4 separate regions of the Gossypium hirsutum genome follow, and all the other regions are linked to region 4. A link is a contact called in public Hi-C data. All regions are on one chromosome and are shown on one strand. Each heading gives the region's core, a stretch centred on a gene start, on an enhancer-like site or on the middle of the called end of the contact. The rest is flanking DNA. Distances are from core to core; before and after follow the strand shown.

The links. A called contact is a pair of places that touch in the nucleus more often than the background predicts.
Region 1: a Hi-C map of leaf shows a contact between it and region 4, with 2.4 times the contacts expected there. The contact joins the enhancer-like site here to the promoter of LOC121204571 in region 4. A contact is called at or near these places in 2 of 34 Hi-C or Micro-C datasets (both in leaf).
Region 2: a contact with region 4 is called in a Hi-C map of leaf, with 1.7 times the contacts expected there. The contact joins the promoter of LOC121204573 here to the promoter of LOC121204571 in region 4. A contact is called at or near these places in 2 of 34 Hi-C or Micro-C datasets (both in leaf).
Region 3: a Hi-C map of leaf shows a contact between it and region 4, with 2.8 times the contacts expected there. The contact joins the enhancer-like site here to the promoter of LOC121204571 in region 4. A contact is called at or near these places in 3 of 34 Hi-C or Micro-C datasets (callus and leaf).

What each region holds. Positions count from the first base shown.
Region 1 is chrA08:92,228,400-92,233,523 of Gossypium_hirsutum_v2.1, reverse strand. It overlaps the pseudogene LOC107947826. Among protein-coding and RNA genes, the nearest start is that of LOC107947819, 73 kb to the right of the region's middle. Within about 2 kb of position 1,788, at least 7 of the 9 cell types and tissues checked have an H3K27ac peak or open chromatin away from gene starts, as enhancers often do. A contact at or near this core is called in leaf, where this site is marked.
Region 2 is chrA08:93,102,851-93,108,363 of Gossypium_hirsutum_v2.1, reverse strand. LOC121204573 (probable indole-3-pyruvate monooxygenase YUCCA10) reads left to right here and starts at 2,376. Exons shown (of 4, transcript XM_041074651.1): 1 at 2,376-3,063; 2 at 3,386-3,619; 3 at 4,618-4,740; 4 at 4,822-5,203. The coding sequence starts at 2,452. The coding sequence ends at 4,986.
Region 3 is chrA08:92,901,416-92,907,368 of Gossypium_hirsutum_v2.1, reverse strand. No RefSeq gene overlaps it. Among protein-coding and RNA genes, the nearest start is that of LOC107947889, 11 kb to the left of the region's middle. Within about 2 kb of position 3,963, at least 3 of the 9 cell types and tissues checked have an H3K27ac peak or open chromatin away from gene starts, as enhancers often do. A contact at or near this core is called in leaf, where this site is marked.
Region 4 is chrA08:92,607,261-92,612,852 of Gossypium_hirsutum_v2.1, reverse strand. It overlaps LOC121204571 (brassinosteroid-responsive RING protein 1), which reads right to left and starts at 3,277. Exons shown (of 1, transcript XM_041074649.1): 1 at 2,280-3,277. The coding sequence starts at 2,994. The coding sequence ends at 2,494.

The sequences.
Region 1 (5,124 bases), core at 539-3,038, 380 kb after region 4:
CCAATTTTTGTATTCGAGTTTAAACTCAAGCTTGAGCTCGGTTCAATAATTAAGCTTAAGATTAATAATACATATTAAGGGCAATAATTTAATTTAATAATATACAAATATGAAAAGCTCGATAAAGCTCACAAACCATTCGAGTCAAGTATTACTAAACTCGAATTCGACTCGATTGATAGCTCAAGCTTGGCACAATAATTATTGAATTGAGTTTAAATTTTTTCGACTCGAACTCAAATAACTTGCGAGCACCAATATCTTATTTACACCTCTAGTCCCATCTCATGGGTAATAAAAAGAGTGATAGGTAATAGAGAAATTGATTAAATATTATATGGACAAATAAAAACATTGGACCACACATTTATAGTCATCACTATATTCTCCTCGTGGTTCAGATGGATGTTCTTTCATTTTTTATAAATTCTGAAAAATATATTGATACAATGCTTACTTCTACCCATAAATTTTTTCAACCCTTAAATTGAAAGAAAAACATATTTAACTGTGCTTGAATTCACGTCCACCTCGTTGTTACAATAACAACTGTACCAACAAAGCTAAAGTTATATTTTTAGATTTTATATATTCTGTTCACTTTCTATAACTTTTAAAATATATATTAGTTTTCTAAATATATTTTTATGGATTTTTATATATTTTTTATTTTTACAATTTTGTTAAAAATAATATTTTTGATAATTTTTTAATTGTTATATATTTTGGGATTTTTATATTTTCCTTATATATATATATAAAATACAATACCTACTTCTATGTATAATCCTTCCAACCCTTAAATTGCAAGAAAAACGTGTTTAAATACACTAAAAATCGTGTCCTTTTCATTGTTGCAATAGCAAATGTCCCAACAAAGCTAAAGTTATATTTTTGGATTTTATATATTTCTTTCCTTTTTTATATTTTAAAAATTCATATTAGATTTATAATATATTTTCATGGATTTTTGTGGATTTTTATATTTTATATTTTTTTGTTAAAAAGTACATATATATATTTGAATTTTTTTAAAATTGTTATATATTTTTAGGTTATTTTATATTTTATGGATTTTTGTATATTTCTTTTACATAAATTATTATATTTTTTAATGTAATTCTTACTTCTATTCGTAAACTTTCTCAACCCTTAATTTGGTGGGAAAATGCACTTAACTGCGCACAAACTCATGTATTCTTTGTTGTTGCAATTATAACAATACCAATAAAGTTAAAGCTATATTTTTGAATTTTTTTATTTTTATATTCTATAATTTTTACGTGTGTTTTTAGATTACATATCTTATTTTTTTTATTTTTAAAGTTATATATTTTGTAAAAAACAAAATGTTTTCATTGGCTAAATTAATTTTCTAACACTTTTTTTTTAAAGGTTTGTTAAATAACTGGACTAAAATTTTATGGGAATGATACTTTAGTGACAATATGGCAAAAAAAATATAGAGGACTAAATCATTAATTAAGCTTAAAAAATTATTTAAGAAAAATTAAATGTGGCGGCTGGTAGTTTTGATAGCGAAATTCTAGGGATTACTTTTATGTGTACCTGCTTTAGTAATTTGGAAAGCAGAATATTATCTTTCTAATCAATATTATTTTACTAGTTCATTAATTTATTCCTTGATTCCAAGTTTATTTTATTGTTCGTTGTGAAATAATTGAGGTGGATGGATGGAGGATTTTTTTTTTTTTTAACTAGGGTAGGATGCCTATTTTGGCTTTTTTCACATCTTTAATGCATTGACCCACTTGAGCTAGAGGGGATATAGAGAAGAAAAGGCATATATGAGAAACTATGATCACGGCTACATACAAGGGTCATCATCCCACCTCTATATCTGATCTGCTATTACAAACTTCGTTAACAAAAGTCTATCTTTGTTTTAATCCTTCGTGGATTGAATCTTGATGGAATTGTAATTGCAGAATCAGCATAAACTTTTTTACCAGTATCTTAGAAGCAAGTGGGCGAGAAGCATAAAAGAAAGGAAGATCAAAAGAACAAAAAAAAAAAAAACTTTGGGTTACATGGTTAGGGAGCTCTGTGAAGATAAACCAAGGAATATTGTCTCATCAACTGGGTTTTGTTACTCAGATGTTTCATCTGGTAGCTCCCATCCGGTGAGTCAGATCCAAGGCTTTGAATCCAACCCAGACCCAGATATCTTCAAGTACTTGGCAACAGGCATGGAGATGATAGGGGTTTCAAAGAATCTACCGCAACAAGGTGACAGCTACACGGTGGTGTGGAAACGGTCCTTGAACAAACATGGAAGCAACCCTGATCCTTCATCCAATACAATCAATGAGTCAACAAGCGATTTCTATCAACATGAATTCCACAAACCTGAGTTCACAGCTGGGATATCTGAAACTGAGACTAGTACTGGGAATCTAATAGTGGGAGCGGAGACAGGTCCTTGGCAAGAGAACAGGTTGCTTGTTGATGATTCTTCTTATAGATGTGTTTTTCCTTGTGAAGAAAACGAGAGGCCAAGTCAGGGTCTTTCACTCTCTTTCATCAAATAATCCTTCGACTATCGGCCTACAGTCTTTCGAACTCAGACAAACCACCAGTCACAGCACTCATGATCAGCAACATGATATGAGGTTTGGTTCAAATGCTGGAGATGGTTTCTTCGAAAAGGCTCCAAATATCCAACAGCAACAACAACAAACCATCCAAAGCGAATTTCTGGAAGAAGCTGCGAATTTACATCATCAGGGGCAGCTCCAAGTGGCGAGTTCAAAGTACTTGGTCCCAACTCAGGAACTTTTGAATGAGTTTTGCAGCCTCGGAACAACGCAAGTTGATGCATCAGAGGAAAAACAGATCCATAAGACCAAACAGTGTGATAATGACAATGGAGCCAGTTCTTCAAGGAAGCAACCCCTTTATTCCCTTAACTTCATGGAGTTGCAGAAAAGAAAAACCAAGCTGCTTTCAATGCTGGAAGAGGTATGACATGTGCATTTCACTTTCAACTTTTGATCCTCAAAGATCGTTACTTTTTCTCCACAACTTTCTTTTTTAAATAAAGAAGTCATGAAATTTTATTTTACTGGGTGTTGATTGAAATGGGGATCTCCCTATTTTGTTTCTTGAACTAATTTATTGACTTGGGTCCTTCCCATAAATGCCGACGCCGTGACAATTCTTGCTTTTCATTTACTTTCAGGAACCTCAAATCCTTTTTCTTTTACCATGCCTTTGTTTTGTATGTATCCCCATGCTTATGTTTCACTCCTGTATCCCTTCCTCTCTTCTCATGTATCTTTAGGTGGATAGAAGATACAGACACTATCGTCATCAAATGAAAGCAGTGGTGTCTTCCTTCGAAACAGCGGCTGGCAGCGGGGCTGCGTCAGTATATTCAGATATAGCCTCCAAGGCCATGTCAAGACATTTTAGATGCTTAAGGGATAGGATTGTTGGTGGGATTCAAGCTACAAGGAAGGCCATGGGAGAAAAAGACCCGGTTGCACCGGGCACAACGAGAGGCGAAACACCAAGGCTGAAGATCATAGATAAAGCTTTGAGGCAACAAAGGTGTTTTCAACAGATGAACATGATGGAGAATCAGCCATGGAGACCCCAAAGAGGCCTACCTGAGAGATCTGTTTCTGTTCTTCGAGCTTGGTTATTTGAGCAGTTTCTTCACCCGTAAATATCTCTATTTCTCTCCTTCCTACTACAAGACTCAATCATTTTATTTTTGTCATCTTATTTCCATCAATAGCTTCCTTTTCCTATATATTTGATTGGGTCAACTTCTCTCTGTTATTTTAATTAATGTAGATTTGATTCCGTTAAGATATATTTATGTATAGGGCCCATCTTTCCCTTACCATCCATGGCTGGTGCCAAGTTTCAATACTAACTACGTATTTCCATTAATTGAAGGTATCCCAGTGATGTTGATAAACATATCTTAGCCTGCCAAACTGGTCTCTCAAGAAGCCAGGCATGTTATTTTATTTTCTTAAACTCCCCATGAATTAATTTATGTTATCGATGGAGCATGTCTTGTTGGGATCTTAAATATTTATTATTATCATATGCAATTATTTTATTTGTATCATATCAAGATATCATAATATTATAGTTGATCATTCGTATAGTTTCTATTCATGTTTCCAATAGGTATCCAATTGGTTCATTAATGCGAGTGTAAGGCTATGGAAACCAATGGTGGAAGAAATGTACATGGAAGAAACGAAGGAGCACGAAAACAACATGGCCTCCTCAGATGCAGTTACTACTATCGATGGTGATGATAATAGTGGGCGGCCTAATCCAATTATTCTTCCCACCGATCAGAAACCCACACCGGACCAGCTCCTTCGAATTGATTCAGAATGTCTATCTTCAATTGTCAGTAGTGACCCAGAAAAAAATGATGCAAAAAGTGCCAAAACCCTTCAAAACCAGCACTTTCATCAACATCATTATCAGAAACAAAGTTTTGAAACCTCTGGTATAATGGAGTTGGACTTCTCTTCCTACAGTCATCATCACACATCGGGTGGAGCATCTTATAATGGAAGTGATTACAATGCTAACCAAAGTTGTTTCAATGGCGGAGGAAGTGTATTATTGACTTTAGGGTTGCAACAACATGGTGGGACTGGGGTGAGCTTAGCCTTCTCGCCTGTAGCACGAAGTTCAATTTTTTACCCTAGAGACCACATTGAAGATTGTCAACCAGTACAGTACTCACTTCTTGATGGTGAGGCACAGCATTTGTCTTACAGGAGCTTGATTGGTGCACGGTTGCTTCATGATTTCAATGGATAGCTAGGTATTAGAAAAGGAAAAGAAAGAAAGGAAATGGTAGATCAGTAGTTTAGGCAACAATGGTAAATACTGAAAACATATATATAGCTGCATTAATTTAATGGCTGGTAGCTAACTCTTTTGAATTGGAAGAGCATGTCTATTTACTACAAGGCTAACTTGGAATTATTACCAGCTATTGATGCTAGGTTGTACAGATATTTGTTTCCTCTTTGGGTTGAATCTGTTTTGCTAAAACTTTAACCTATTACATCACTTTGTTAGTCTCTTTTTCTATCTGCCTAAATGTTTCAATTCAACTTC
Region 2 (5,513 bases), core at 1,127-3,626, 500 kb before region 4:
AAGCAAAATAAAATTCGAAAAAGGTATAATTTAAATATTAATTCATCATTTAAACCTTTTAAAAAAATAAAAATAAAAGCATCGATAACAACAGCATAAAATAATCTGCCGTGTGTGGCATAGACGTCCCTAAAAAGTTGTATGGTTGGAAAAGCAACTGCAAATATCTTCAAATGTTTTATAATTTTAAGGTTAAATCCAAGAATTTATATCTAAATTATCCCTCTACGGAATATTTATATAAAAATTAAATATATTTTTAGTTGAAATAATAAAATTGAAGAAATCAAAGTCGAATTCAAATTTTATTATATGCATGTACCTTTTAGATTTTATATAAAAAATAAAAATATCTTTAAAAATAATATTTATTTCAGATAAAAATATTTTTAAATATTATTTGTTGTTTGGTATAAATAATAACTTTTTAGTAGAGTAATTATTCTGTCTAATATTAATAGAGTAAAAAATTCAACAAGTATATATAAACTAATGCCAAGCGTTTTTTTTAATTATTATTTTATTATACTCTACAAACAAATGACATCAATTTAGATAGATTTTTTTTTACTCCAGCAACAATATATAAAATAATTATATTTTTAAATAAATTTGGGATTAATTCATCATAGAAATTAAGTAAAATTTTTAAATAATAATAGTATGAGTAGATGTTTTTTTTCTTATTTGAATACAAAATTTATATTTTTACGACATTAAAATCGAAAATTATGATTTATTGTAATAACTATCACACCATATTCACTTATAATTAATTTTTTATATAAAATTTTAAAAAAAAATCTAATCTATGAGATTCATACAACAATGTCCTAGGTGTAACTAAAATAGATATTATATATAATAGCTTAAAATATGCTTTTAAGTACTTATTTTTTTTTGTATATTTGAAATTTAATTTTTTTATATTTTAAATTTTAAGTTTAATTGTTAATTCTATTTAAATTTTCTAATAAGTTCACTAATATGATATTTTAAAATAAAAAATATATTCACCAAAAAATCATTTATAACATTACATATTAGACAACAATTCATGCGTAATTTTGAATTTTATCCCTTTTATTAATGGTAACTAATTTTATGAATGAAACTTTAATTTAATAGTAGGGTTAAGATGTTTAGAATTTTGAAATCCCAAATTAAGATCCACTCTTTGTGTAAAACACATATAAATTTTTTTTAAAAATTTATTATAATTTAAATATTATCATGTGTGAGTTATATTTTAATTTTAAATTTATTCTTACTTGATAAGAATTTAATCTTAAATATAATTAATGGAATAATTATAATTTTTTAGGTTTGTAATTTATCCTCAAATTGGGGAAGGTGTCGGTGCCAAACTAATCTATGTGTACACCTAATATTCGTATATTTTGTTTAATTGGTACCAAATTTTGTATTTAATGAATAAAATTTATTTTATTTTGATGTTATTAATATTGGTTTTACAAGAAGATAGTATAATCCAAATGAAAGTGTGTATATCCTAAGAGCATAGGTAAATAAGTTTCCTAATTTAAAAGCACCGCAAGTCAAATCTCAAGTCACTACGTGTAATCACTGCAAATTAACAACACATCTTTATGAGTAATTAAAAATATATATCATTTCCATCATTTTATATTTTTATATCAACTTTTGAAAAATACTTACAAATTATAATATCTTCATTACATCAACTTTTATTATTATAGCTAAAGCCATATTAATCTTTCTTGTAAATTTATAATATAAATTTTTAATTTAATATTCTTAAAATACTCTTAATTAAATTAATGTCATGAGTTAATCAATATCAATTTATAGTTAAAAAAAGCTTAAAACATATTTTTATATAAAGATTTTTATCTTTTTATATAAAATCTTTAAATGAACACGTATTAGAATAACTAAAATCATTAAACCCATTTGTCCAATAACAATTTTATAAATCTTTAAGAAACAATTTTATAAAAGGTAAATTTTACTAATTTTCACTTAATTTGTTTGTCACATAACTATAAAAAGTTACAAAATAGTTATCGAATTTTTTAAATTTATTTTTTTTGGTCACCCAAATTACTCTGTGTAAAAATTAAGAGTTAAGTTTTTTAAAATAAACGCTAAATTACTACAAAATATAAATATTAATGATTAAAATTATTATGTCAATTTTAAAAACTGCCACTATTAATCAGTGATAAAATAATCTTAAAAAATTATCATATACTTCTATTTTTTAAATAGTTTACTATTATCTTTAACCACATTTATCAACCCTTGATCTTCAATCTAAAATCTCCAACCGTAACAAATAATTTCTCAATAAACAATGTGGTACTATAATAGTATAAATATCTGCCCACAGCTGTGTTTCCATCCCCAAGGCAGCGACCCATTCTGCTTGATATCGCGCTACTACATAGCCGGTCATTATCGTCGGGGATGCAAAAAGAACAGGTCATTATCGTCGGAGCGGGCCCTTCGGGGCTGGCCATGGCGGCTTGCCTTAACCACCACTCAATCCCATACATAATCCTTGAAAGAGAAGACTGTATCGCTTCTCTGTGGAAGAAATACGCCTACGACCGTCTCCACCTTCACTTAGACAAGCAATTCTGCGTGCTCCCTCACATGCCCTTCCCCGACTCTTACCCACGTTTCGTCTCCAGACAACAGTTCGTAAGCTACTTAGACGACTACGTTTCTCGTTTTAAGATCAGCCCTTTGTACCGTCGGACCGTCGAGTCAGCAGAGTTCGACGGAGAGACCGGGAAATGGATTGTTAAGGCCAGGAACTTGGGTTCTGGCGAGGTGGAGGAGTTGGAAGGGAGGTTCTTGGTGGTGGCTAGCGGTGAAACGAGCGACCCTTTTACGCCGGTGATTGAAGGGCTTAATACTTTCCCCGGCGATGTTCTTCATTCGACGCGGTTCAGAAATGGGAAGGCGTTTCAAAACCAGAAGGTTTTGGTTGTGGGGTCGGGGAATTCGGGCATGGAGATCGCTTTTGACCTTGCCAATCATGGTGCCCAAACTTCTTTAGTTGTTCGAAGCCCGGTAATTAACAAGTTGAACTTTGGTTCCATAGTCCTCGAATTTCACATAATTTATAATTTTATTAATTATTCTAATAAATTAATAGGATTATTTTTTTCAAATAATGTTGATATAAATCTTTTTGTGATGGAAGTTGTATCTTCAACTTGCTAATGATTTTATTAAAACTAAAATATTAAATAATGTGAAGGGGTCAACTAATGACTTGCCTTGATATCAAATCATTACCAAGGACTAAAACCATATTTAACTTGTAGTTGTTTGTAATGGTTGAAGTGATGAAACCGGTTAAATTACTTGCAATGGTTGATATGTTTTGCAGGTTCACGTTCTTTCAAGGGATATGATTTACTTGGGGTTAATTTTGGTGAAGTATATACGGGTAAACTTGGTGGACTCGTTAATGGTGATGCTTAGCAAGCTTGTTTATGGGGACTTGTCCAAGTACGGAATCTACAGGCCCAAGGAAGGTCCATTTTTCATGAAAGCTGCCTATGGAAAATACCCTATTACTGATATTGGTACATGTAAGAAGATCAAGTCCCAGGAGATTCGGGTAATATTATTGTCATTTTCTCTACCAATTACTATGTTACAACTTCCATTAAAAAAAATGAATTTTTAATTATTGTTGTACATATGGTCAAATCAATCGAACTGAAAATTGATAATATAACCGATTGATTGGTATTCTTGAAGGAAAAAAGGAAATGAGGGTACGAGGGTTTGTAACAATAACGTGAACAAAAAAAGTTGGTGATGTCATTTGCAATTAACAAAGGCCTTTCTTAATTTCCTTAAAACCTAAGAATCTCTGTTACATTTTCAACTCTCTTTTACCCTTTATTTATTCACTGCTTTGGTCAATCATAACCGATTGTGACATGAGTTTTATATTATTTTTTGTCCCCATCTCAATTTTAAAAAATACAAATTAATTATCCTAAAAACTTCTAAAAGATTGTATAAAATTATAATTCTATGTTATCTCTATTCTTTTTTAATAGAAAATAACAAATCAAAATTTTTTTTTGATTTTTAATATTTTTTTGTTAGATTTGAATTTTTTTAAGGAGAAAAAAAAGCTAAAAATTAAGAGGAAAAATTTGATTTATCATTCTCCTATTGAAAATGGATAAATATAACGTGGAATTACAGTTTCATACAATCATTTCTCCCAAAAGTTGCATTTTTTTATATTATAATATATTTTTTTTATGTTGATTGAGCCTTAACTCAATTGATATTGACATCGTCACTAGTATAAGAGAACATGACTTGAGAGGACTTATGGGTAGTTTTAATCATTGTATAAAAATAATATTATATTTTATAAAATCTTTTAAAAGCTAAAAATTCTAATTAAAAATATTAAAATAATTATAAAAATAAAAGAGACTTTGGTAAAATTTTCAAAAGGGGAAAATTTGATATGAGCTTGACTGAAATTTTTAATAAAAAAATTGACTGCCCCCGGCCGGGCCCAATTACGGCATCTTGTTTCGCTTAGATATTTGGTTTTCAAATAATCCAAAAATGCATAATATTTTTCAGGTGTTGCCGTCTATATGTAGCATAAGAGGCAACGAGGTGGTGTTCGAGAACGGCACAACGCATCCCTTCGACACAATCGTCTTCTGCACTGGCTTCAAGCGCTCCACTAATGTCTGGCTTAAGGTAACATATCATACCCTGTGTTTTCCCTTCTCAAACCACAACATCAAACTAACTGCGCTTTACTATAATAAACTGAAACAGGGAGATGATTACCTGCTGAATGATGATGGGATTTCCAAGCTGAGTTTCCCAAACCATTGGAAAGGAAAGAATGGCTTGTACTGCGTTGGTCTGTCGAGAAGGGGGCTATATGGGGCGGCTAGCGATGCACTCAACATAGCCGATGATATCAACTCACTTCAGTAACTAAATGATTCCTTTGATCCACCAAATTACATATTCTAAACCAAGCAGAACACACATATTAGTTCACTTGTGACTATGTACTTATGCATGCATGCATCTATGTACGGATGTATGTGTTGAAATATGGATGCATGATATAGCCAAACCAAGGTGGTTTAGGGTTTAAGCTATCTGTATGAATAATCATTTCTTTAGTAAATCCAATAGAGTTATAATACTGTAGTGCTATTGTATGGAATATATCACATACAGGAGAACTGTAGAAAGTTCCAGACCCATTGGGTGGCATCAACTTTCAACTGAATACAAAATCATCAGATGAGAGGAATGCCATTTGACTCCAATTGTCTGAAAAAAATATGGTCATGATATTCATAGGTCTAGTTTTAAAACTACAAGGTAGGATCCCTTGTTAAGAGAAAAGAGCTATCATAAAAGAACAGAAAAAAACAAACATGATACAGATTGGTACTCTTATAATAGCTTCAGTGGTTCCTTTGTGTAAACTTACATTTAACATCTAATTT
Region 3 (5,953 bases), core at 2,714-5,213, 290 kb before region 4:
CATCTAAATAATAAATTATTAGTAACTTTAAATTTTGGTGATTCAATTTTTAAAAGTTATAAAATATCACTGAATCATTTAAAAATTCTCATTTAAGCCACTAAATTATACGAAAGTTTTTATCTAAGTCACTGATTGTTAAGTATTATTTTAAAGTTCGGCTAGCGAGCTCTTAGTAACAATTAGTACGGTCGATCAGTACCCATTGACAAGTAGAAGAATATAGTTAGATCCAAATCGATATGATGATCAATACTGAAGATCAAAGAAGAAAGTTGTTTGGTTTATAGATTTATGACATTCAAAGTTGTTTCATGAAAAAAAATAAACTGTAGAAAAAAAAGGGAAAGGGAACTTTCGATTGGTGCAAGTGGTATGAACAGAGAATGCCATAAGTTATTACTAATTTTTAAAATTATCAGTCTATTTAAATTATATACACTCAACATAGGTTTTTTCACCATTGATAATTAATAAGTGTAAGATAAGTGAGACACAATTTAGTGTTTATTGGGGACAAAGTTAGGAATTTGTTATTGAAGTCAAAATAAAATTTTATTAGTATGGGAAGCCAAAGGTAAAATATATATTTTAAAAAGACTTATATTTAATATTTTATAATTAAAAGGACTAAAAATGGCATTATACCAATAATCTAAGGATCAAGGCCTTTCCCTGCTGTTTATTATTTATAATTGATTTACTAATCTTTACTGTCACAATTATAATTAAAATCAAGATAAATGTCAAATTTATATATGAGATTTGCTTTAACATATATTTGATATATGAACTTTGATTTGGTATAATTATATATATAAAATTTGAATTGATTTTCATATGTATATATAAAATTTTAATTTTAATTCAATTATGCACGTTTTAAAAAATAAATACATACATTTATTTTCATATTGGAACAAAATAATTATTTATGTATATAATATATCAATGTAAAATGGTGCTAATTTGATAATATTATAAATGATTTGTGAAAATTGAATCAAATTTTAAAATATAAAATTGCACAGAATTAAAGTTCACATATGATATTAGACATTGGATCAAAATTTATGTATATGGCATAAAATCACTTATAAAATTTAAAAAAAAAATCAATTAGATTTAAAAAAAATTAGTGCTAATAGCTTTTTATTTGTTTGATATCTGAAACCATTAATAATAGGGTGGTATTTTTAAAATACAAATATTAATCTATACACAAATTAAAATACAGGATGTTTATGTTTTTTTAATTAAGTTTTGTCTTTAAATTTTTAATAAAATATTAATTTTGGGGAAAAAATCAAGAGTTGATTTATTTTAATTTTTAAGGAATGAGAATTAAAAAGGTAAAAACTACTAATTTAGATTAATTAATGAAAAAAACCCCTAATAACAATAATTAAACAAAGAAAAGAAAACACATTACTCATTTCCCAAAGAAATCCTTGAAAAAACAACATTTGGCTCTTCAATGTTGTATGCTTTTGATTGGAAAATTAATATATTTTATTTATATTATATAATTAATTATAAAATTAATTAAATAAAGGCAAATAGAGCCGTTGACGAAAAATGACTGGAGCTTGGGATAAAAAGGAAAAGGACAATCTTTGATTTGATACTTTATATTTCCAATAAGGTTTACTTCCTTTTTTTTTGTATGTCTTTCAATTACCTCATATTGTGGTTTTATTCATAATTTGGTCCCTAAATTCGGATTAATCTTTACTGGCACCTCAATTATTAATTTTATCCTAGTTTACCAAAACAAAAAAAAAGCAGCCAGTAAGGACATGACACCTGGTGTATTTTTATGGGAAAACATATTCGTTTTGGATGAAATTGCACAAAATTGATAATTTAAGTAGACAAAAAATCTTTAAGGATCAAGGTAAAATTGAAGTGTAGTTTAGGGACTAATTTACTAATAAAGTTTATATTATATTTCTTTATGCATTTAAAACAGAACAGTATGCTCTACAAAAATATAAAATGATAAAGTTACACGGATTAAACAATTTGCTAAATTTGGTCAAAATTTTCTATTAGTCCTTGTACATTTTTTAAGTTGTGCATTTAATTCTTGTATTTTAATTTAATCAATTTTAGCTCTTAGATTTTTTTTTTGTGAGTAATGTGTGCAGATAACAATCTAGGATAACATTACACGTGTAATAATATGTCTGCCATGTTAGATTTTGGAAGTACCATAACCTAATGAATTTAACAACTTCTATTTAATAAGGACTGAATCAAAAAGTATATGGATTGAAAATGAATCAAATTGAAATATATGGACTAAATCCATAACTTATACAAAATACATAGGCTAATAACAAATTTAACCACAAAATTTATTTCAGTCACGTAAGATTAAGTAATAAATTTGTACTGTACCCCTTTATTAATTTTTGTTTTAACCCAAAAGAATTTTATCTTAACTTTTTAAACAGTGTCCCTTTTGAAGGGCCCATCCAACCACTGTCATGATTTTCCCTTTAAAAAGCAATAAGCAATATTTAATTAAGGGTACTCCAGTTGGCATTAGAAATGGAAATCATGATTAAGGAAAACAAAGTTAAATATAATATATACTTTTATATTTCATCTCTCTATTTTATCAATTCCAAAAATAAAAAATAAAAAATTAGCTTCTCTTAATTTACATAAATGGAGAAACTAATTTATTCAAAAACTTTTAAATTTTACTATTAAATTGCTAACTTAAAAATCATTATTTCAACATGAATGAAGAATTGGTATTGTTGGTTAAAGTGGTTGCTGGAACAATAGAAATGTGCAAGTGGTATACAGTCTCAATAAGACAAAACTGTTAAGCACTCTTTAAAGTTGAAAGTGTGATTCAAATAAATAAAAGCGAATTAACTATCAAATTTAATATGCTAAAAATTATAAAATTAAAATGAACACAAAAAATGCAAGTGTTAAAGAGTTTATCACAATTAGCATGCCTGTGATTAAAGATGTTATGGAAATTTCATGGCTAAATTATCATTTATTAACCCTAATCAAAATTAGTAAAATATTTAGCTTAATTAATTATTAAACCTATCTCACATATTTTTATGTTTAATAGACTTAGAATTCATAAGCTAAACATATTACAGGGTTAGGTAAGGTAATAATAATTTTGGTATTATTACAAATTCAATCCACACATGATTGTAGTGTGTCAATTAATTAAAATCTGATTAAGATTTTATGGAAATTAATTTATACATCTCTTTTACATTAAACATGCATAAGAAATTGGTTAAAAGCACAAAACAACTTTTAACAGAATTGAATAAAGTAATCTATGAAAATCAGATCATTTTAACACTAATAAATTTAAGTAGTCATGATTATATTAGAAAGAGAAAAACTTAGTTGAAATCATGTTTATGAATTGAACAAGAACAAAAATTAATATGGAAGAAAAAACTCTAGTTGATTATGGACGTTCCCGAGGCATAAATTGCTTGCTCCCTCCTTGGATCTTCTGTCTTGCTGTCACAACGAAGCCAAGCACCCTTAATATAGTGGAATGATGGCTACTCTCAAGGCCTCACAAAACTCTTTCTCAAGAGGAAGAAAAATGGTATGGAAAAGAGAGAAAAGGAAGCTCAACTGGAGAGAAAATGAAGAATGAATGGGATGCTTTGGAAGGCAAATAAAGGTCCTATTTATACTAGTTGGTGATCGCTAAAAATCGCATTTAGGAGCCTTGAATTTCTCCTGCCATATATTGTGGAGAAAGGGGTTGGGTGGTTTTGCTATAATTAGCTAGATGCTTGAATGTGAAAGCTTAAGAAGTGGAGGGGTTGGAATGGATATGAGGAAAAGTTTAGGGCAGTTTTGCAATTGTTTAAATTAGCTGTTTCAGCTTAAAATAGTTGATTTGGGTCGACTTGGACTGCTCTCTCTCTTGTGGATCCGTCCCCTTCAAGTTGAATTTTATGGGCCCCATTCCCTACATAAAGTTGTCCAATTAAATCACCATAATTGAGAGCTGGGTCAATTGCATTGTAGGAGTCCAAAATTAATTATTTTTTCGGGCGTCCATAGCTGTTAATTAATCAGCTAAAACTTCGAAGATGCCCCAGCAATATTGCGCAAAGCTGCTCAAAATTAACAAAATTACGTAACTTTAATATCAAAATAATTAAATTTCAAGATGTGTCTTAAATCATGTTGAATTTAATTATTTTATAACGCAAGCACAAAATTTGATAAAAAAATATTTAAAATTTGCATGAATTAATGCTTAAAAGATGCTGAAAAAATCTATATATTTCAGTGTTTCATACTTATATTCGAGTTTGTGTAATCAATAGGCATAAGTTTTCAGTCTTAACATATACATATGCATACTATGAGGTAATCTTATTATTATTTTTGCATCTGTTGAATTATGGATGGTTGTATGCGGGACAATATTATTGTTTAGTTTATGGAATATTTTTTACTTATTTATTTTGAGTTTGTTTAATGATGGATTGTATTTGGAAAGGTTATTAATATTTTATATAACTAACGAGTATTTTAGATTTTATATTTATTTATTTATTTATTATTTGTTATCTGTAAATATTTTATATATATCAATTTTTTTAAAAAAAATAACGATAAATCTAAAATGGTACATTAAAATAGATTAATACCAATTCGTACTGGTACTAATAGAAAAATAGCATACTCATCGGTATAGTACTAAATACTTGATATTCATATTAATATATAGAATTGAAATTTACATGATATGTTGGTAATTATTTTTGTAATATTAAAACAAAAGATCATAAATAGTTTGATATATTCTTCACAAAAACTAACACTCACAAGTTACTGCAAATTTTTGTAGTTATCAATACTCTTGTTTATTTAAAAAAATGTCATTAGTACACAATTAAGATAAATAAATAAAAGCAAAACTCAACTTTTAGTAATAAAATAAAGTATAAATTACAAATTTATTTAGTTTAAATTATATAATGGAGGCATAAAATAATCAGCTCGGTGGCTGAGATTCTTTTAGGTTTTTTACATGATTAATGTAAAATAAATAAATATATACGAAAATAGGATAATAAAAATAATATTTACGAGAATAAACAAAATTAACAGTACAATACAGGTGCCGCCTGCCCAATAGGTGGCACCATTTTATTTTATTTTTTAAAAACAATTTTTTTGGGTGCCGCTTGACACATCAGCGGCACCAATATTTAGATCAAAAATACTAATTTTTTTAAACAGTATACAAAGAAATCGAAAAAAATATTTTTTATTGGTACCGCCGATGTGTCAGGCGGCATCCAAAAAGTTTTTAAAATTTTTTTAAGTTGAAATAAAAAAAAAGTTGGTGTTTTAAATTTTTTTCAGGTATTAAAAACAAGGGCTTGTGACTGAAGGGTCACATCTGCGTTAGCCGTCAGGCTGGTGCCGCCGATGTCGTCACATGCTCATGTTTTAATACCTGAAAAAAATTAAAACACCAAAATTTTTTTTCATTTTCAACTAATTTTTTTTAAAAAAAATTATTATTTTTTATTATGAAAGGGAGTTGGTTTGGTCTCCCAACCCCACACATCCATTGCTGTTTCAAAAAATCTTTTGAAGCTCTTTACTCTCTTCAATTGTAGTTTAGTTTTGAAGCTCCTCCTCTCCCTCATTAATTAAGTTTATTAAAAAAAATTAACATTTTAATTGTTTTATATGACAATTTATTTTGTTTCATATGATTTAGTTTAAAATTTTTTTATTGTTAATTTATTAAGTTTTTTATTGTTCTATTTTTTTAGTTTCAAAAAAAATAAAATAAAGAATCAATTTTTTTGCAACAATTCATTTCGATGGTGTTATTTTAAAAACAACTGTTGGTTGTATTTTTGTAACTCATCAAAAAATCGGGATGAGATTCAATAGGAATGTGTCCATTGGTGAT
Region 4 (5,592 bases), core at 2,028-4,527:
CTGGGACAATCTCCTATTTCCTAGAAAACTAAGTAACAACATATTGTTTCCCATTCTTCTATCGAGGCTGAGTATAGGTCTATGGCTTCCATCACTTATGAGCTCAAATGGTTGAACGCCTTGCTATTGAGCTTAGGTGTTCATTATTCAAAAGCAATTCTTTTATTTTATGATAGTCAATCTGCAATCTGCATTGCATATTGCACTAAAGCTCATATTTCACGAGCGTACTAAACATATTGAAGTGGATTGTCATTTTGTTAGGGATACAATCTAGGATGGGTTCAGTACACTTCTTATGTTCCGACCTCCATTCAGTTCGCTGACATTTTTACAAAGGCGCTTGGTAAACTACAATTTGAATATCTTCTCAACAAGTTGGGCATTTATGATCTTCATGCTCCAACTTGAAGGGGTGTTAATATATTATTATGGGATATTATCTTTTAGCAATTTGATTCTTAATGAGATATTACAGAATATTTTGAGATATTATTTCTTAGCAATTTGATTCCTAATGGGATATTATAAGATATTATTATGGGATATTATATTTTAGCAATTTGATTCCTATGTAACTATTATTGTATAGATATATATATACACCTTTGAGGTCTATCAATAAAATTTAAGAGATTGCCCTATTTTTGTCATCTTTTTTCTTCCGTTGTCACTTTGATTAAAACAGAAGTTCTAGTTGCCTATTCCTCTTTTCCTATTTCAGATTAATTTGAGAAATAAGATATGGAATAAATTATTAGAGAGATGGTTAAAATAAAATATTATAAATTTCAACATTTTGTATAGTAATAATAAATAAAAAGAAAGAAGCAAAATCTACAATTTAGTAAAAGGTAAGCTACATATTTAGTCATTTATGTATGATTTAAATTATATTTTTGTCTAATTTAAATTATATTTTTTCACTGAAATTTAAAACGTTATGATATGGTCACTAACATTATCAAAAGTTACAATAAGATCACCCACGTTATTGATTTGTTACACTTTAGTAACTAAGTTACTAACCATCATTAATGATATTATTAAAAGCTAACATGACACGTTTTATTATCATTTTAGACGAAAACTTTAGATTAGATTGGTCAACTAGTCCCTCCACTTTTTGAGCAATTTAATTCTTTTCTATCTTATTTGATTTTATTTTAACTTCCTTTTTCTTTACAAAATATTTGAGAAACAGAGAAATAGATTTACACAATTAGTTTAAGACCATTAAGTAAGAATTTAATATTTGACCAACATAGACAAATTATAAGATTAGTTGTTAGGTAAAAAAGAAAAGGAAAAATTACTTGTTTACTTAAAACCGTTCAGTCTTTTTTTTTCACATTTTCTTTTATCTCAACCAATTTCTTTCAATATCCTCGCAACATCCTTGCCTTCTAAAATCTTTCGTAAAGAAAAAAGGAAAAAGGAAAGAGAAAGTTAAACGTTAAAAGAAAATAAAAGATAAAGATTTAAATTTCTCGAAATGAAAAAGAAAATATATAGAAATTAGTTATGCAATTTAATCTAAAATTTTCGTCAAAATTATTGATATATTGTGTCAAGTTAATTTATCATTACAATGTTAATGATAATTAATGGTTTTAATAATCAAAATAACTTTTAGTAATCATACAATACTTTTGATAATATAAATGACCATATTATAACTTTCGAAAGTTTGATAACCAACACATAAATTAAACAACACATAAGTAATTAAATTTATATTTTACCCTTAATAAAATTTTATATTCCAACCAAATAAATTAAACATAATAATATAATAATATTCCAAGAAATAATTTTACATTTATTTAACAAAACACATATAACATTTACCATCTACGCATGGAAATTTTAACAGAAGACTTGGGTGATATAAAAGAAAGAAAAAGGAGTAAAGCGATGTATCCACTTCTTTAATTTGGAGATTGACACCAACTATTGAAGTTGTTGCTTGTTTTCAAGTAAATGGAAAGAAGAGAATCCAATTGATTGGATTTTTTAACAGACATTTCATTAATCTCAGCTTTTTGCTATTAATTCCAAAATGCATCTAAAGAAAGGAGGAGAGAAATAGGAGAAGAAAACAATGAAATCCACATAATGTTAATCGTTAATATATTATCAAGTGGGGGAGTTTAAAACAACCCCCAAACACCAAAACTTTGTCCAAACCCTCAATTCCAAATCATTTAGCATCAATTCCATGCCTTAACTACTATTATCATATATAACAAAAAAAAAAGAAAGAAAAGAAGAAGAAGAAGCACAACTATCAAAATCCATTCCAAAAAATAAAGTAGTTTGCAAAAATAAAACAACTCTGCGTTGAATAGCTAAAATTTTCTTTTCCTTCTTTTTTTTTTTCTTCATGGCGGTAATTTCCCGGATTTTCATGTATATATACAAACCAACTCCTTAAAAAGGTGATAAACAAAAAAGCTTCATTTTTTTTTGTTGGGAAGCAGACAGGTATAACTACAAAGCAGTAATTTGAGAATAATCACCAAAGACTTCAGGGATCCCAGAGGCAGCCCACAGCCTCTCATTAAACGTTTGTTGCATATCATCAGGAACAAAACTTGTTCTACAAAGCGGACATGTTTTCTGATCATACCCCATCCAACGGTCTAAACAGCTCCGATGGAAAATATGGCGGCAGTTGGTCAGCCGCCTGATCTCATCCTGCCCTTCGAAGTCGTACAAGCACACGGCGCAGCTCTCCGGCGGGTCAACGAGGTCGGAGAACTTGACGACGGGTAGGAGTTCCCGGATGAGGAGAGCAGATACGGGGGCGGCGGAAGCGTGGTGGGTTTCAGGGGCGTATTCGCCCCAAGGAATGTCAGGTTCGAGGAAATCGGGGAGACCCAAATAGAGGAAGAGAGTGGAAATGAATTTGCGAAGGTAAGCAAGGAGAGAAAGCGTGTGGAGAAGCAATCTTGGAAGAAGAAGCTCGGAGTAGGCTACTGGGAAACCCATGTTTTTGTTCTAACTTTAGATACAATGTGAGATAAGCTATGGTTTCCGACGCTTTGGGTTTTCTTTCTTCTTGAGTGATAGATAAATAGGAAGAGATGGAGAGAGTTGGAGTGAGTATATATAGAGATTTTCCAACTCAAAGAAGCTCACTTCAACAATAAAAGAATATTTTGGATTCATCTTTGTAAGCTTTTGTTTTAAGGTTTAATTTAATTTTAAAAATGTTTATTTTTGTTTTCACAAACAATGAATAAAAATTCCGATAGGAGTGGGTAAAATGAAATGATTAAATAAAAATGATTGTGACCAAACCTAAAATTCAAACCGCACTGCCAACCACCCTTGCTTTTATCATAAAGTTGACAGATTCTTGTGATTTCATTAGGGCATACTTCTTTATTTTTGCCTAATTCTATTTTTATTTATGCATTAATTTTAATTATAATAATACATATGTATTACTTGTAATTGTGACTTAAAAAACAGAGAAAGTTTGGAAAGCAAATAATAACAAGTCCAGTAGAAAGGTACCTTCCAAAAAAAAATTGAAGTTAATTATATATATATATAAATATGAATATAAAATTAAATTTTAATTTTTAATAATTATATAAGTTTTTGGAATTCATACAATTTGAATGTAAATAAAAAGAATATCAAACCTCAAATTCAGACAATTTTTTTTCCTTTGTTAATTCAAATTTCAAAAGAATAGGATTCCATGCAAGGATATTTGTTAAAGCATACTAAAATAAAAGTAAAAAATGAAATTTGAGAGGGCTAAAAGTGAAACCTAATTCTTCAAGAATTTAAATTTTAAGTGAAAGAAATATGTAGTATAAATATCAAATGATGAAATAGGGTGGTCCACAGAAATTAATAAATGAAAGATACATACCATCTAAGCGTTGACAAAGATCGCTGTTATGATTAGTCTTTCTAAAAGGGTTGGTATAAGGGTTTATTTTGTAAAAGAATGTATCAAAATTTTATAAATAGGTTAATTAATTTTTGTATATTAAAAATAGATCAAATTTTTAATAAAATAAATTATTTTGTTTTTTAATTTAATATAAAAAATTAATCTATCTATTTTTTGAGTGAATAGAACAAAATATAATTAATACCATAAACTTACTTATCTCATAAAATATTTACAGGTATCCTCTTCATTAAGTTTGTTGCCTAAACAATAATTGCAATCTTAATTATTTTATTAAGTATTTATTTATGTTAAATTAGTTTTATTTGATAATATCTTTTGATATAACAAATTAATATGTTTTTGAATAAAAATTAAAGTTAAATAAAATTGATAAAATAATAAAATCAAGTCTAAATGGTTTCAATTGTGTTAAACATTTTCAATCAATTTAAAACTGTTTTAAAACAAGTTAGTATTGCTCCATGCCAAAAAGTAGCAACACTATTTGGTCAAATATTAATAATTTTTAAAATATCAATACTCATTTTAAAATCGATATCAAATTGACATTCTGTTTTCAACCAATTCAACTAAGTATCGGTCCAGTATCGATACTTTTCATATGGTATCAATAAAAGCTCATTGGTAGTCACTGAAGTTCGCATTAAATGCAAAAGTTATCAATACATTTTTAGTTGGTATCGATACTCGCTATCATAGGTGAATTAAATGCACTAGTTTTTAGATCCCTAATGGCTCTATTCATATCTCCAACAACCACAACAATTGGAAATTGATTAGGGGTATAAATATCAGCTTTCAGAGATCCTACAACAAGAGAAACCATCAAGCTTAAAGATCAATAAAAAACAACCTTAGTGCTTAATTTTTTCTTACTTTTCTTGTACACACTTGTGAGCTTTCATTGTTATTCTTTAGCTTAAGTGTATTCTTATTTATTTATGCTTAATTGGCAAACTTTTTGATCTTGTAAGGATTACTTCTTAGTTTGATATTTGTTATTCTCTTTAGGAGGATTGAATCTTAAGGTTTGGTGGAGTTGCAATTTCAGATTTTGGGTAGAAATTTTAAGGGAAATTGTAAGGATAAACATTATCCTCAAAGGTTGTCAAATTAGTGAATTTGGAAAAATCCTTAGTTGTGGAAAGCTAAGGTAGTAGAGTAGGCAATTGGGGTCGAACCCCTATAAATCGTTGTGTTCTTTGTTGATTATTTTTTCTTTGCTTCTACAATTTTCTTAAGGGCCAATTCATCTTCCCTCTTGGCGATTTCGAGTTGATCATTCGAACTAATAATTTATTATTATTTTAAACTTTTCATTGTATTAGAATCTGATAATCGAATTTATCATTTTTATTACTTCAAATTAGCTCAAATAAACACTTCTTACATATTCTAACAACATATTCGAGCAAGATATGTCATATTCAAATCCCAAATATATTTATCAACTTTCATTATTATTCATTAAGGATATTGCAAAATCAATTAAATTGTGCAACCAAAAATTATTGTCTAATATGTTTACCTTAATACTCTAATATATAATTTTTTCCCCTTATATTAACAAAATTCATTGTTGCAGTCATGCAATAAATTATTTATATGAAAATAAAAAGTACAATTTTCTATATTTTTAAAACTATAATAAT